2 separate regions of the Bombyx mori genome follow, and region 2 is linked to region 1. Evidence: chromatin contacts called from public Hi-C data. All regions are on one chromosome and are shown on one strand. Each heading gives the region's core, a stretch centred on a gene start, on an enhancer-like site or on the middle of the called end of the contact. The rest is flanking DNA. Distances are from core to core; before and after follow the strand shown. Region 1 overlaps LOC101738498 (protein spire). Region 2 holds the start of LOC101738498 (protein spire).

Region 1 (7,194 bases), core at 2,051-4,550:
GATCAAAACAGACGTGGATAGAAGCCTTCAGGAAAATATCACAAAGTTAGAAATGTATTCAGAATCTTTAGTAAAACACATAGTTATCTGTGTCCTGTTCAACTTGGTGCTCTCATTCAGTAAGCCTGGCTTTGTCAGTTAACGTCTCGCGGCAGACGGCGCGGAGTCCACAAACAAAACCTTCTGACAAAGACGTAAGGTCATATGATTCGCTTGGAATACAGGAAAATAACTTTTCAACGTAAGACGCTAAAGATCATTTTGGTCTTTTTATAGGTTTGCTGTACTACGCACGGGTTGTGTGATGAGAATTTACGATCGTTCAGTAGTTTCATCGGGGCTTTTCACCGGTTTTTAGGATATTGATACACACTTGATCCTAAGATTTGTTATATATGTTTTATATGCTTTAAACTTCTAATCTTAGATTGTTGAACTATTATTCTTTCCCTTTATAAAGGACAAGTTTCCATACAGATGGATACTAACTAATATCATTTTGAACAATAAAAATACCAGTATATCTGGTAAATATTTGCTAGATACTAGCGCCACATTGTAGCGAATAGATTGGGCCGTAAGTGTGTCTGTATGTCTGTCTTTTATTAACAAAAAACAACTTAATAATATCGTAAACATAATGCTGACACACTATCCCATATCAGGAGTCGAGAAGCGGGTCAAGGGTCAACAATTTCGACAATTTTTTTTGTATCCTCGTTAGTGTTTGTATTAAGATGAATCTTGACAGTGGACGCGTCCGAATTTTGTGAATACAAATTAATTTGATAACGATGATTCATTCGTGCGGTATTCAGAACTTCGTTCGGAAATATAAAAATCGAAGAAATCGTGTGTTCAGTGTATATGTAGTTTTTAGTATTATCGGTTAGTGGGTCAGGATTATAATGTTTGTCTTTTAAATTTTTTATTTGTCCTAATGTTTTTAGGCTTTTGACATGGTTTTTTTTAGACACAGACAAGTGAAACACGACGACGACTTTCCGCTCTGTGTCTCTTGCTAAATTTATGAAATGCACAAATTGTTTTGAAATAATCGCGCGCCACCTGACTTGTATTAATGGTACTGTAATTAAAACCGTTTTATGAAACGGCAACAATAACGAAGGTATACATCACGTACAAACGAACACACTAGGATTAATTTTATATATAGACTAGCGACCCGCCCTCGCTTCGCTTCGGAAACATTAAAACACACATGAAAGCAAAAAAAATAAATAAAAAAAAAATAAAAAAAGTAGCCTATGTTCATCAGGGACAATGTCGGCTTCTAATGGAAAAAGAATTTTTCAAATCGGTCCAGTAGTTTCGGAGCCTATTCGAAACAAACAAACAAACAAATCTTTCCTCTTTATAATATTAGTATAGAAAAAAGTAGCCTATGTTCATCAGGGACAATGTCGGCTTCTAATGGAAAAAGAATTTTTCAAATCGGTCCAGTAGTTTCGGAGCCTATTCGAAACAAACAAACAAACAAATCTTTCCTCTTTATAATATTAGTATAGATTATTACGACGAACCGACTGCTTATTTTGGTGATACTCAACCGCTGCCGACTTATACAGTACTTACACAATAATAGGTACGTCTCTAGCTCTTATGATACGACGGTGATGAGTTATTCTTAAAATAATAGATAGGGAAATAATATGAAGAATGTTCTCTCTACTTAGCAAGATGTTAATGGCGTGTAATATGGCATTTAGTTCAACTGCTATTGAGCTAGCCTTATTTCATTATAAAAGAAATATCACAAATAAAAAACCGCCACACAATATGGGCCATCCATCAATCGGCAAAAATTTGTAGAATAGGTTCCTATTCTTAAGACATTTGCGGTAGGCAGCGGCTTGGTTCTGCCCCTGGAATTGCTGAAGTCCATGGGTCAGTCTTAAAGTGGACAGTATCTTCGCTATCATTGTGATCTCTATTGGCTTCGAATTGCTTCGCGCTAAGAGGAGCCTTTATCCATATTGGCAAATAAAAAAGTATATGATTCTTCTGTTGGATACCGCCGGGAAGTAGGAAGGCAGCATCCCGAAACGAACCAGTCGTTTCAACGGTACAGTCGAATGTGAGTTAGTGTAGTCCGTTATCGACGCACCAACATCGATCAACTTGATCAATGTGCCTCGTAACGCGGAACGAGGGGCCCGACCGGTTGTGGCCGCGTCTATATCTATATAGATCTGTACCTTTATGAAATATACGACTTTAACACAAAAAACCCAAGACAGAAAATATGTTATAGCCGTTAGACAAGCAAGTCTCAATTTGGACTCAGTAATTGTTGATTAAGTAAAAGTATCATTTTTTTATTTATTGCTCATAATATTGGTGTTTCGTCCATAGACTTAATAGATTCGGACATTGAGCCCGAAATCTCGTATGAGAGAAGTGAAAAATAAAAAAGGTCATTAGATCCTAAATACTAGATAAGTAATATCTGGTAGGTCATGTCATGATTGACTACATTTTATCCCACGATGCGAATGATACTTTAATACGTTGTCTGCGATGTCAGATGATGTGGACTGCAACAATACTTTTATCCGGTGCGTTGAACAAGCAATGTAATTTTATTAAGTTTATTGGAATCCCTAAATGACGGAGTGGTTAGTGAGTAACAGTTCAGTTTTAGTTGTCGAAAGCAGAAAGAGGGGAGAAGTGAACCGATAGGAAAAGAGAAGAAAAAAAAGACCTGCCAAAATCGGTGATGGAAAGATCGAAGAACCACTAACAGCATGGGCGCTCCGTGATTCAGCGCAGAAGCTCTCACATCACAAGTTTAACTCCCACTTACTGTTTCATTACAAATACCAATCAGCATAGATAACCTCGCCCAAAACATGTCATTCACAAGCACCGGTCACCGTCCTCGTCGAACCCGTCGCTTGCGACGAAGGGCTCGACGGGCGAATTAACAACCCACAGACACTGAGTTTCTCGCCGGATCTTCTCAGTGGGTCGTGTTAGGGCCAGTGTTAGCATCACTCCGGCTTGAGCCCCGTGAGCTCACCTACACGTTAGGGCGAAGCTGAAATAGCCTCTCAAGGCTATCAGGATAGGTAGGAAAAAGAAAAAAAATTTGATAACCTGTCTTTTATACTCTTTGCATTGAACGACAAAATTAAATATAATCTATGTTCAACCGCATCTCTCGTGGACAATGAAATATAAACTGGCGAAATTAGAAAGGGCAACATTATGTAGACATATTCGAGCTCGTATGGCGTTCGGGTTCTCGGCGTTATGACGCTGATTAGAGACGTGACGTCACTAAGGAACCCCACCGTCGGGTACTCGCTCGGTCAGTTCACAAGATAACAATCAAACGGGCGAAAGTGAATATATGTTTGGTATCGGTTTCGTGTTATTGGCCGTCGTTGGGTTTCCATTTTCCAGAAATAGTTAATACCGATGCAAATATATTTATTTAAATATGTAGTTTGATAATAAAATAGCTGCCATTTCCGTGAATGTAAGTGTATAAATAGGGATGTTTCCTAAGTTTGATTGCGTAAACTATTTCATGAGACGACTGCAAGTATTTTTAATGATTACCGACATTAGTTGTAAAGTGTATGATTGCACACTTATTTTTAAGGACAGGTGGATGTGTGTGATATAAAGTAGATAGGTGGGTGGCGCATTTACGTTGTAGATGTCTATAGGCTCCAGTAACCACTTAACACAAGGTGGGCTGTGAGCTCGTCTACCCATCTAAGCAATAAATAAATGAAAAGTAGTTTTTGCGGGATAGAGTACCAAACATCTAACCGTCTATTCTCATAAACATTCGCATTGATAATATTAATTAGGATTAACGTCATTCAATCATAAAGGCATCTTCTCATGAGTATTTTGTAAGATCCATAACGTTATTTATTACATTAGCTATACGTAAACATGTCAATGAGATATGAGTTAAGCGGCCTTCATAATTGAAGCTATACATCTTCAAGTAATTGAGTTCATTAGTTGATCGGCAGGGATGCGTAATCATAGGCATTCACGGATCACGTTTTTCTTGTTTATTTTTCTTATTCGTTTAACGAAAATGAGGCTCAGTAGATTTTTTGTTGTCTTGTATCCATTACAATAGTAATTTTTGAAATCATTCAGTTGAGAATATCTGTATATTAATTAATACGTGAAGAAAATCTTTATACCCCTTTGTACGAAAATTGCGCGGACGGGGGAATATGAAATTTTCCACACTTATAGAGAATATAGAGAAGGAGTGCAGAATGCTAATATTTAAAAAAAAAAAAATATAAAAATACATTAAATAAATAAATAAAACATTACTCTCACAACCATGTATTATATTTGACACACACCCATGCATACTATTTATTTATGGTTAAACTTTTCTTATTGCTGATAGTCTGTGGTCAAATTGAGAATAGATTAAATATTGTTTTTCTTTATTAACATTTGTCTAAAGTGTAGTCTTGGCAAAATCTGTGATTTTGGAAGCCTTTTTTTATTGCTTAGATGGGTGGACGAGCTCATAGCCCACCTGGTGTTAAGTGGTTACTGGAGGCCATAGACATCTACAACGTAAATGCGCCACCCACCTCGAGATATAAGTTCTAAGGTCGCAGTATAGTTACAACGGCTACCCCACCCTTCGAACCGAAACGCATTACTGCTTCACGGCAGAAATAGGCGGGGTGGTGATACCTACCCGTGCAGACTCCCGAGAGGTCCTACCACCAGTGATTACGCAAATTATAATTTTGCGGTTTTGGTTTTTATTACACGATGTTATTCCTTCACCGTGGAAATCAATCGTGAACATTTGTTGAGTACGTATTTCATTAGAAAAATTGGTACCCGCCTGCGGGATTCGAACACCGGTGCATCGCTACATACGAATGCACCGGACGTCTTATCCTTTAGGCCACGACGACTTATAAAGCATAATCTTATAGGAAATCTTTGACAATAGAACCATAATAATGTTCAAACTTATAATTTCAATTATTTATAGTCGAATTTCGACAGCCGGGCGACCACTAGTTTATTTAAATACTCTTATAAATTGTCTTCATCTGTATCTCGTGTCATAATTAAATCTTTAAAGTCGTGTTAATTCTATTTATCATTATTGCACTATCATTATCGTGTGTATTTCTGATAATATTACGGAGTTATGATACCGCCGAGCTTGTCTTGTGATGATTGAATGGATTCTTAGTTTTTACCGTCAAGAAGCGAACCACGGTATTATTGACTTGATGACAATAATGTTTGTGCTAAACTAGGTCAATGCTTTTTGTTTTTTAATTTTTACGTTTACTTGTATGAATGATATTTTTATCTGTTAACTAGTTAGTCGAGTTATTAACGATTGGCACGACGGGATGGATGTAATATGCTCTGCGTCAACCCTGTCTCGCCGTTTCAGTAGCTCCGACTGGGTTCTGGCCCGGTCCGGGGTAGGCTGCCGGCTGTGAGCGGCAGGAGTTTTTAGTGAGGTTCAACTCCCACATAACCTACCTGCCGCGGGGGGAGGGGGGGGGGTTATCCTGCGATTTTCTCCTGTGGAAAAAAAAGTTATTAAAGGTGATGACTATTAAAGTACGGAATTGAATAGCGGTGGAAGTCAGCATTTTCTTTACAGATGTTCGGGGTAATTTGTATATGGCCCACCTGATGGTGACTGGTTACCGTCATCCATGGACTTCAGCAATGCCAGGGGCAGAGCCAAGACGCTGCCTACCATTAAGTACTCTCCACAAGCCTCGTTTGAAGAAGGATATGTCATAGCACTCGGGAAACACCGTGGAGGGGAGCTCAATCCAAAGCCGGATGGTACGTGGCAAAAAAGATCTGTGGAAACGCACTATGGATGAACGCAGTGGCTCCAGGGAGTATGGATGAACTCTACTCCGGTGGCGGGCGGTGCGATGGTAAAAACGAGATGATGGAATCCTCTCAAACAATTTCTCAGAGCACTACTACCTACCTAACCTACCCTACCTAAGCTGGTAGAAGTCGTCGTGGCCTAAAGGATAAGACGTCCGGTGCATTCGTATGTAGCGATGCATCGGTGTTCGAATCCCGCAGGCGGGTACCAATTTTCCTAATGAAATACGTACTTAAAAAATGTTTACGATTGACTTCCACAGTGAAGGAAAATAACATCGTGTAATAAAAATCAAACCCGCAAAATTATAATTTGCGTAATCACTGGTGGTAGGACCTCTTGTGAGTCGGCACGGGTAGGTACCACCAGCCCCCTATTTCTGCCGTGAAGCAGTAATGCGTTTCGGTTTGAAGGGTGGGGCAGCCGTTGTAACTTAGACCTTAGAACTTATATCTCAAGGTGGATGGTGCAATGCCAATGTAACCGAGCGAGAAAGGTGAGTGCACATTTAGCTGTCCTAATTTGTTTCACAATGAAGTAGGTATGCGACGACTGCTAAAAACACTTTAGCGGCTCGTTATAACCAGTAATCGTGTCATTCCGGACCAGAATGCACAGTTACCTCAAGTGTTACGGAGACAGAACGAGTTTACCGGTCAACATTGGATTGTCGTTTCGAGAAATCGAAAAAAAATTAAGAGGTGTCCGACGACCGTAACTCATTAACATAAATACGTTATTTTTGAAAATGTACGATTCAATGAGGATGTAAAGTAATCTATACTTATATCTATACTTAGTCTGGCCATAAATACTGTTACAATTAAAAATAAACAAAATATATTATTACATTTGAATTTGGAATCTGTCATTTTTATATGATTGCTCATTGAGTTTTCTCATTTTGGCGCTAATACATTGTACAATATTTTGCGATATTAAAATGGAGTGGGGTGATAAAGAGAACCGAATCGCTGTGATTGCATTATACAAAGTAGGTATGGAGCCAAATGCAATTTTTAAAACTCTCCATACGCTTGGTATTAGTAAAATGTTTGTGTACCGAGCTATTAATAGGTGCAATGAGACCTCCTCCGTTTGTGAGAGAAAAAAATCTGGCCGTCCACGTAGTGTTCGTATGAAACAGGTGGTCAAAGCAGTAAGGGAAACAATTCGAAGAAATCCTGTCCGAAAGCAAAATATTTTATCTCGGGAGATGAAGATAGCACCTAGAACCATGTCGCGTATTTTAAAAGATGACTTAAGACTTGCAGCCTATAACAGACGTACTG
Region 2 (7,194 bases), core at 1,531-4,030, 67 kb before region 1:
CGTGAAAATGTTATTTAATTTCTTTGATCAGTATTAATAGGTCACAGAAATATAGAAAAGTTAATAATAAAATGACGATGTTGCATTGAATAAAAAAATTCGACTGATAATAAAATTAAAACGATAAAAAGTAAATGTAAAATTAGATAGAACTTTAGATATTATGAAAAATAAATGATATTATTTTTTTCCAAGGGAATTATATTTAATCTATACGTAAATATTACTAAAGACGTGTACGCAAAATGTGTAAATCATAAAATTACTTTTAAATTTGATAAAAACATATTATTCTATTATAAAAGAATACATATTAAACTATTGAAGTATTGAAATTAAAGCATTTGTAAACAAAGTTTAAGTCTAACCCATAATTTTTTTGAATTGCAAATCAGTTTTATTTTTAATATTTTAGTAATGATTCAGCTGTCAACCATGACAAGTTTGACAGCTGTCAAGTCTATAGAGGATTTATGCGACAATCGCATATATAGGAAGTTCGCCCCGGGAGTCAGCTCGCTAGGCTGTGACGGGTAGCACGTGATTACCCATCCTATGCGGGTGTTGTGAATACATTTTTAGGGTATAGTTCGTGGATACAGTTACTGGCGGTAGGACCTTTTGTGAGTCCGCACGGGTACGTACCATACTCTGCCTATTTCTGCCGTGAAGCAGTAATCCGTTTCGGTTTGAAGGGTAGGGCAGCCGTTGTAACTATACTGAGACCTTAGAACTCATATCTCAAGGTGGGCGGAGGCGTGCCTGACGTTTGGGCTCAGGTGACCACTTGAAACCAGGTGGGCTGTGAGCTCGTCCACCCATCTATGCAATATGATTTGTTACAAATCGGTGAAAAACGTTGGGGCCAATAAATCAGCTGTTTGTCACGAGTTCATAGTCTCGGTAGTGATTTTTATTTGTTTAATGGAAGAGGGGGTGTACAATGGGTTCAGAGCCCTTCGTTCTCATGTCAGAGCGAGTCTTGTCGCTTAATCCGCTGAATGTTATTCATCCTGGCTGAGCCCTTGCTCGCCCCACCTGTCCTGGTGAAACTGGGAAGACCTCCGGGCCACCAGTAATCTCTCAAACTTAATAAAAAAAGGTTATTTGTTATTACATTAGTGTCTTGTTATTCGTGGATGATAAACACTAACCTTTTTTTTATTGCCTTTGTAGGCCGACGAGGATACGGTACGACTGATGGTAAGTGGTCAGCGAGCGTACGAGTGATGGTAAGAGGTCAGCAATGCTAAGGGCACAGGCAAGTCGCTGCCTGCCGTAAGGTACTCTTCGCAAGCCTCGTTGGAAGAAGGACATGTCAGCGCTTAGGAAACACCGTTGAGCTCATTCTAAAGACTAAGGTTAATGGAAACCTGTATTCACACACTGAATATGAATACTTGCAGGCTCATGTGAGTTTCTCTCTCTCTTCAATCGGTCCTTCATTGCTGAGGATCGTGACTCAGTTTGATTCCGTCAACTAGCTGTCTCCATCGATCCCGTTCTGTAGCTTGGTGGAGTGCGTCTCTGAGAAGTATTTTTAGTTCCTCCGCTGTTTGGTTCGACCATCGTTTGGGACCTCCACCCTTAGGTCTTGTTCCTTCGATTTTACCGGTCACCACAAGGCGTTCCAAATTGCTGATATCCCTGCGTGCGACATGACCAAAATACCGCAATATTTTTTGTAGGCAGGTTGTGGATAGACGTTGAGTCTTTTCTATTTTTAAATGCTTGAGAATAGAGATGTAAGGCTATGTCGTGAATTTTTTTTTTTTAAAACGTGAGTGTAATGAAATGAGAAAGCAGCTAACCATCGCATCGGTACGTATCAGAGTCCCGCTAGTCTGTCAGCTTTTGTTTGCTTTACATCGCGTGCTACGGAAAAAAAACATGATTTTCCAATTGAGACTTTCCAAATGAGAGAACTATCCTTTGAATTTATGAATTTACTTTACTAAGAATTTTCATGTCCCGGAACGGTTCCAATACACCCTGTGTAATCCCTGTGTAAATCATATGATCTTTTGTCACAATCGTGTTGATTTTTAAATTATAATAGAAGGAAACTATTTAGGTATTGTCATATATTTGTTCGATAAGATAATAAATACATTTTCTTCGAATTAAAATATAAATAAATGACTACACTTCTTTTAATGCAAAACAATTTTTTGATTTGTACTCATCAACTAAACACACTTTGTATTAAATCTTTGATTTGAATTGTCTGTGTAATTTATTTTAGGTATTAACATTCCATTTATCTTTTAGTATTTATAATAGAAAACTCAATTTGTCAATATTTTCAACAAAATTTTGAGTTTTGCAAATAAGTGTACTATCTAAAAGTTGCAAATAATATTACGAGTGTAACGATGATCCTTAAAGATTTTCCTTTTTTTTTTTAAACTAATTGGTAAACCATTACGTCATCGAAAGATTGTTTAATGGATTGATTAGTGATGTTTACATGTACTGAAATAAAATAAAATAAAATAAAAATGTTCAAATTATCATTGTATTATTGTGAAACGCACCTATCTCGTATCTTATCTCCGCCAAACGAAATGGAAGCTAGTCGATCGGGAAATCGAAGTACCAATAGTCGTGCGTAATATGAAGTTTCTCGTGCTTGGTCGAGGAAAATAGGAAGTAAGGGGTAGGGCGCATCTCGGTCCCCGAGTTTGGAGGCTGGGAGCCGAGCGCGGACCGCGGACTGTCGCTCGCCGCCACTTGCCAGTCTGCCACACACGTCCGCAGTGTTCGTACGTACTGATCGTTTGACTGACGCGGCTCGCGCATGCGCTGAACGATCGCGAGCACAACAACACAATATTTCAAACCACCCCCTTGTCAACCGGTGACAGTGACGTTTCGGGGGAGGCACGGTGACAATAAAAACACGTTTACTATATATTTTTGTGAGAAATTTTTATGTGAATAAAAGTGCGGCACGATCGGTGTTGTGTTGTGAACGTTGTATGTAAGGATGGATGGTCGCTGGCCGGCCGGCTGAGCGCGATGATGCGCAAGGGTATTGCCGGAGCGACCGGCGGGACGGAGTTCACGCTGAACGCTTCGAACTGCATCAGCCTCCAGCAGATCCTGGAGGCGTTCAACTCGTCCATAAGCGAGGAGCACGCCTGGGCACTGTGCTATCAGTCGGCGCGATGCTTCCAGAGATGCATTGCGGACGGAAACACCTGTTACTTGGTGACCGAGCCTAAGCATATCTTGCTACATAAAGATGGGAATATACATCCCAGCACCTTGCTGCATCCAGGAGGTACGTGCGTTAAAAACAAAATTTATGATCAACATTCTGATGGATTTTATAAATAATTGCTCTTATCAACGCTACACACGCAGACTGATCGAGAAACACGTAATTACCAAAAATCATGGAACGATTGCAGCGATGATTTAATATTCAAAACATTTTTTATTATCGAGCTTCATCCTGCGATATGTTCAGCTCACGTCTACCATAATATGATATTGTAAATTATATTAGTAGGATTATTAAAAAATACGTCTAGAATTTATGTTAATTTTTAGGGGCTGGGAAAATAATTATCCGCCACTTCAACCTCCTGAGATGTTTTGTGTCTAAATTACCTACAAAAGCTACGTTTTTGGAATTACTTATACACCTATAAAATCTTTCGATTATTGAAATTTATACAGGCATATTAATATTAATTCTCATCTCGAAGTGGTTACCAATTATTCTAAACAGTTTAATTATGTATGTATAATAATATGCTCAGGATCAACAGGAAGGCGGTAGCAGAAGCTTGGTTGTGGTTCTGCCATTGCTGTTGTCCATGTAGTTTCGATTTGAAGGGTGCGTTTCCCATATCTCAAATGCAATTTCGACCTCATGTATTAAGGTGGACGACGTTACGATAACTGTAACTCCAATTACAGCCTAACAATAATTAAGTCGAAATTTCGATCCATAATATCATTAAATAATACAAAAAGAATTACTTAAATACAATCGTCAATTGTTATAATTGTACCAACATGAACATTTTTGATAAATACCTAAGTATTACATAAGTATATGTCTGATCAAATGTCTCTTTGAGGACCATCCGATTTTTCGTAGCTAGCATCAATTAAATCTAAATTTAATGGCTGCGGTTCGATAATTCAGAACATAACACATGTTATTACATTTGACTACAGCTTAAGGTGTTGTTATCAAACTAATGTTGGCTGGTAAACGACCTTGCAAAGAATTTTCTATACCTAAACGTGTGATTACACGAATATCACAATATAAAAGAGTGATAATATGTGTAATGAAATAAATTTCGATTGCGGCTTAATTTTGTAAAGATTGTAAAATTTATTAATTTAAGTATTTTGCGCTACAATCAAAGTTACTGAAAACACTTTAGATGACGTAAATTAGTGACGAGAAACTAAGGCGCGTAATCGCACGCAATGCAGTTACGGAAACAATGCGACAACGGGATATCGTAGGTATCTCGATTCAAAAATCACATGGAAGATAGACCGCCACCCCGTCTATTTCTGCCGCGAAGGAGTAATATGTACGTTCCGGTTAGAAGGCTGGGACAGCCGTTGTACTATAGAACCTCATACAGAGACCTCAGTCTGAAGTGAGTGGCAACACCAGGTGGCGGTGAGCTCGTCCATCCACATATGCAATAAAAAAATAAATAAAAAAGCTTTACAATTAAATAATTAGTTATACATACATTTGTAAAGAACCTCCTTAGAAATGTTTAATGCCTTTAATACTGCACAATAACTTAGGTAATAAGCCCGCTAGTCTCTTATTGTGCATTTCCCCTAAAACAAGAACTCAATCTTTGTTTTTGTGGTAGTATTAGCGCTGAATATTCCCCATTTCGTCTTAAGTTATTAGTCAAAATGCAGTAAGTAATAGTAAATTAATTTCACTTACCACCACTAATAAAATTTGTTATTACTAATATACTATAATGATACTATCACTAATTAAATCACAAATAAAAAGTGAAATTCTATATTGAATAGAAACATTTACCAATCATTATGAAACTATAAATATTTTCTTTCAATGCCCCTCCGCCTCCATCATTTCGATTCATTTCACTAAGTCAACTCTTATGATTAAAATAATACCCATAGACACTGTCCATTGAGTTTCTCGCCTGATTTTCTCAGTGAGTCGCGATTCCGATCCGGTGGTAGATTTTGCGACGCACTGCTGTTCTTAGGGCTGGTGTTGCAAATTCTGTCAGGTCGAGAGCCCTTGGGTACACCCACTCGTCCGGGCGTAGCTGTAAAAGGCTATTAAGATACCAGCCAATAGGTACTAGGGACAAAAAAGGTTCCAGTGTTTAATGAAGTTAATTTAGCCTCAAACAATAAATTACATAAGCGATTAACGACGTTACACAAATCGATTACCGCAGGTATGACATCCAAAGTTATGAAGCCGTAATTCCGGTAGGGTCCGCGAGCCCAGGTTCATTCGTGATTCGTGAATAGCCTTACGCGTCACTCACGTCACGTAGGCGTAGTGGCGCCGGTAGCGCATTCACGTTGTCGTTACGAACGTGACGGGTGACTTTTAATGGAGAATGTTTTTTTTTGTTTTCTTTTTTTTGTTTTTGTGTTCACAAAACACTGGCATTATTATGCGCAGTACGTTCTTTTATTTTTGTTGTGAAATTTTCCATTGAAGCAGCTCAGAATGGCAACGCTAGAATAGGCTTTCACGGTATTATGAAAATCTGGGATTGACATCAAAATCAAGCTGTGAGCTCGTTTGTCCAAATAGAACATTAGAATTGTTGAAAAATCATTAAAATCTTTCTTTTCATTTTAAGACGAAAGACGGATTAATCCGCGTCAAATTATAAACAAACATTTATTGTCGATACCGCGACTTAAAAAAATATACTGTAATAATAAGAACATTGATTTTTCATGTAACAATTGCGTTATGAAAGACACAAATACTTAGGCACACAATTTAAGGGGCTTATTTTCGTAAGAGTTTGTGTCATTAATCTTATCGTGAAACGACCTTCACCCCGTGTCAGACAAAGCAGAATTTGTACACACGGCACCTATTAAATTGTCGTTACGTCGAACAAATATGACACCGAATCTTCCTGTCGTATTATTTTGACTAGAGGTCCCGCAGTAGTCGAAATTCGACTATAATTAATTGGAATTGTAAGTTTATTGTATTGTATTATGATTAGGTACATTTTATACTTCTATAATCACAAATTTTGCCAAGACTACACTATAAAAAATATTAACAAAGACAAATAATATTTAATCTATTCTCAATTTGACAACAGACGTCAAGAACAAAAGTTTGACAATAAATAGTATGCATGCGTGTGTGCGTCAAATACATTATATGTAGTGTGTGTAATATTTTCTTTATTGATTTAATGTATCTTTTATGCATTATTATGTTTGAGTTTTATCAGCTTAAAGAAAAATAAAAGTTCAATCGATAGTAATTGCTAATGATGTTTCTCTTTATACTAATTAAATACTCGTCATACCTTCACGAAAATCAATAACGAACGGTTTCATTGTTTTGGGGTCTATTTAAACATCACGTTTTCTAAACGACTAAAACGATAATTTCTTTGGAATGAATATAATTATGTATAAATATTGATTCTTCAATTTTAAATTGAGGTATTATTTTTTACATTAATAAATATCACCGAGTCCTACACGTTGAGAATCTAGGTTAGACAAGCGTCGGACACCAATCATTAACTGACACCTCGTTTGGGTCTATTGTCTTGCAATTTACAAATTTGCATGCGCACTTAATCAATTGGGTTATTTATTGCCGACCTATTTCAAGTTTTATACGCCCTATATGCTATATTAATCAGACTAATAATGAATCCTTAAGGCGTGTACTCTCAAGGGTGGATCCAGCTTTGGCGCCAGGAGGGGGTCACATAGTCGTGGGCAAATTAAGAACTTATAATTTAATTTTGATAACAATAGATAATAAATAAAACATGATGTTCTTCAATTAGTCCAAGTTAGTTCAAGTCCTGGAACTAGCTCGGGGGGGGGGGGGGTCATGACCCCCATGAGCCCCCCCTGGATCCGCCGTTGTGTACTCTACGTAATATGGTTCGGATATTTTACTTACGTTGCTTTTCAGAAGACATTGAATTCCTGTGA

The links. A called contact is a pair of places that touch in the nucleus more often than the background predicts.
Region 2: a contact with region 1 is called in a Hi-C map of whole pupa, with 1.6 times the contacts expected there. The contact joins the promoter of LOC101738498 here to the enhancer-like site in region 1. A contact is called at or near these places in 3 of 7 Hi-C or Micro-C datasets (midgut and whole pupa).

What each region holds. Positions count from the first base shown.
Region 1 is chr4:15,924,802-15,931,995 of ASM3026992v2, reverse strand. The region is part of intron 2 of LOC101738498 (protein spire); the gene reads left to right. Among protein-coding and RNA genes, the nearest start is that of LOC134198825, 47 kb to the left of the region's middle. Within about 2 kb of position 3,300, at least 5 of the 8 cell types and tissues checked have open chromatin away from gene starts, as enhancers often do.
Region 2 is chr4:15,990,929-15,998,122 of ASM3026992v2, reverse strand. It overlaps LOC101738498 (protein spire), which reads left to right and starts at 2,780. Exons shown (of 17, transcript XM_062668357.1): 1 at 2,780-3,286. The coding sequence starts at 3,022. LOC101736631 (tyrosine-protein phosphatase non-receptor type 23) reads left to right here. Exons shown (of 22, transcript XM_038010755.2): 22 at 1-2,513.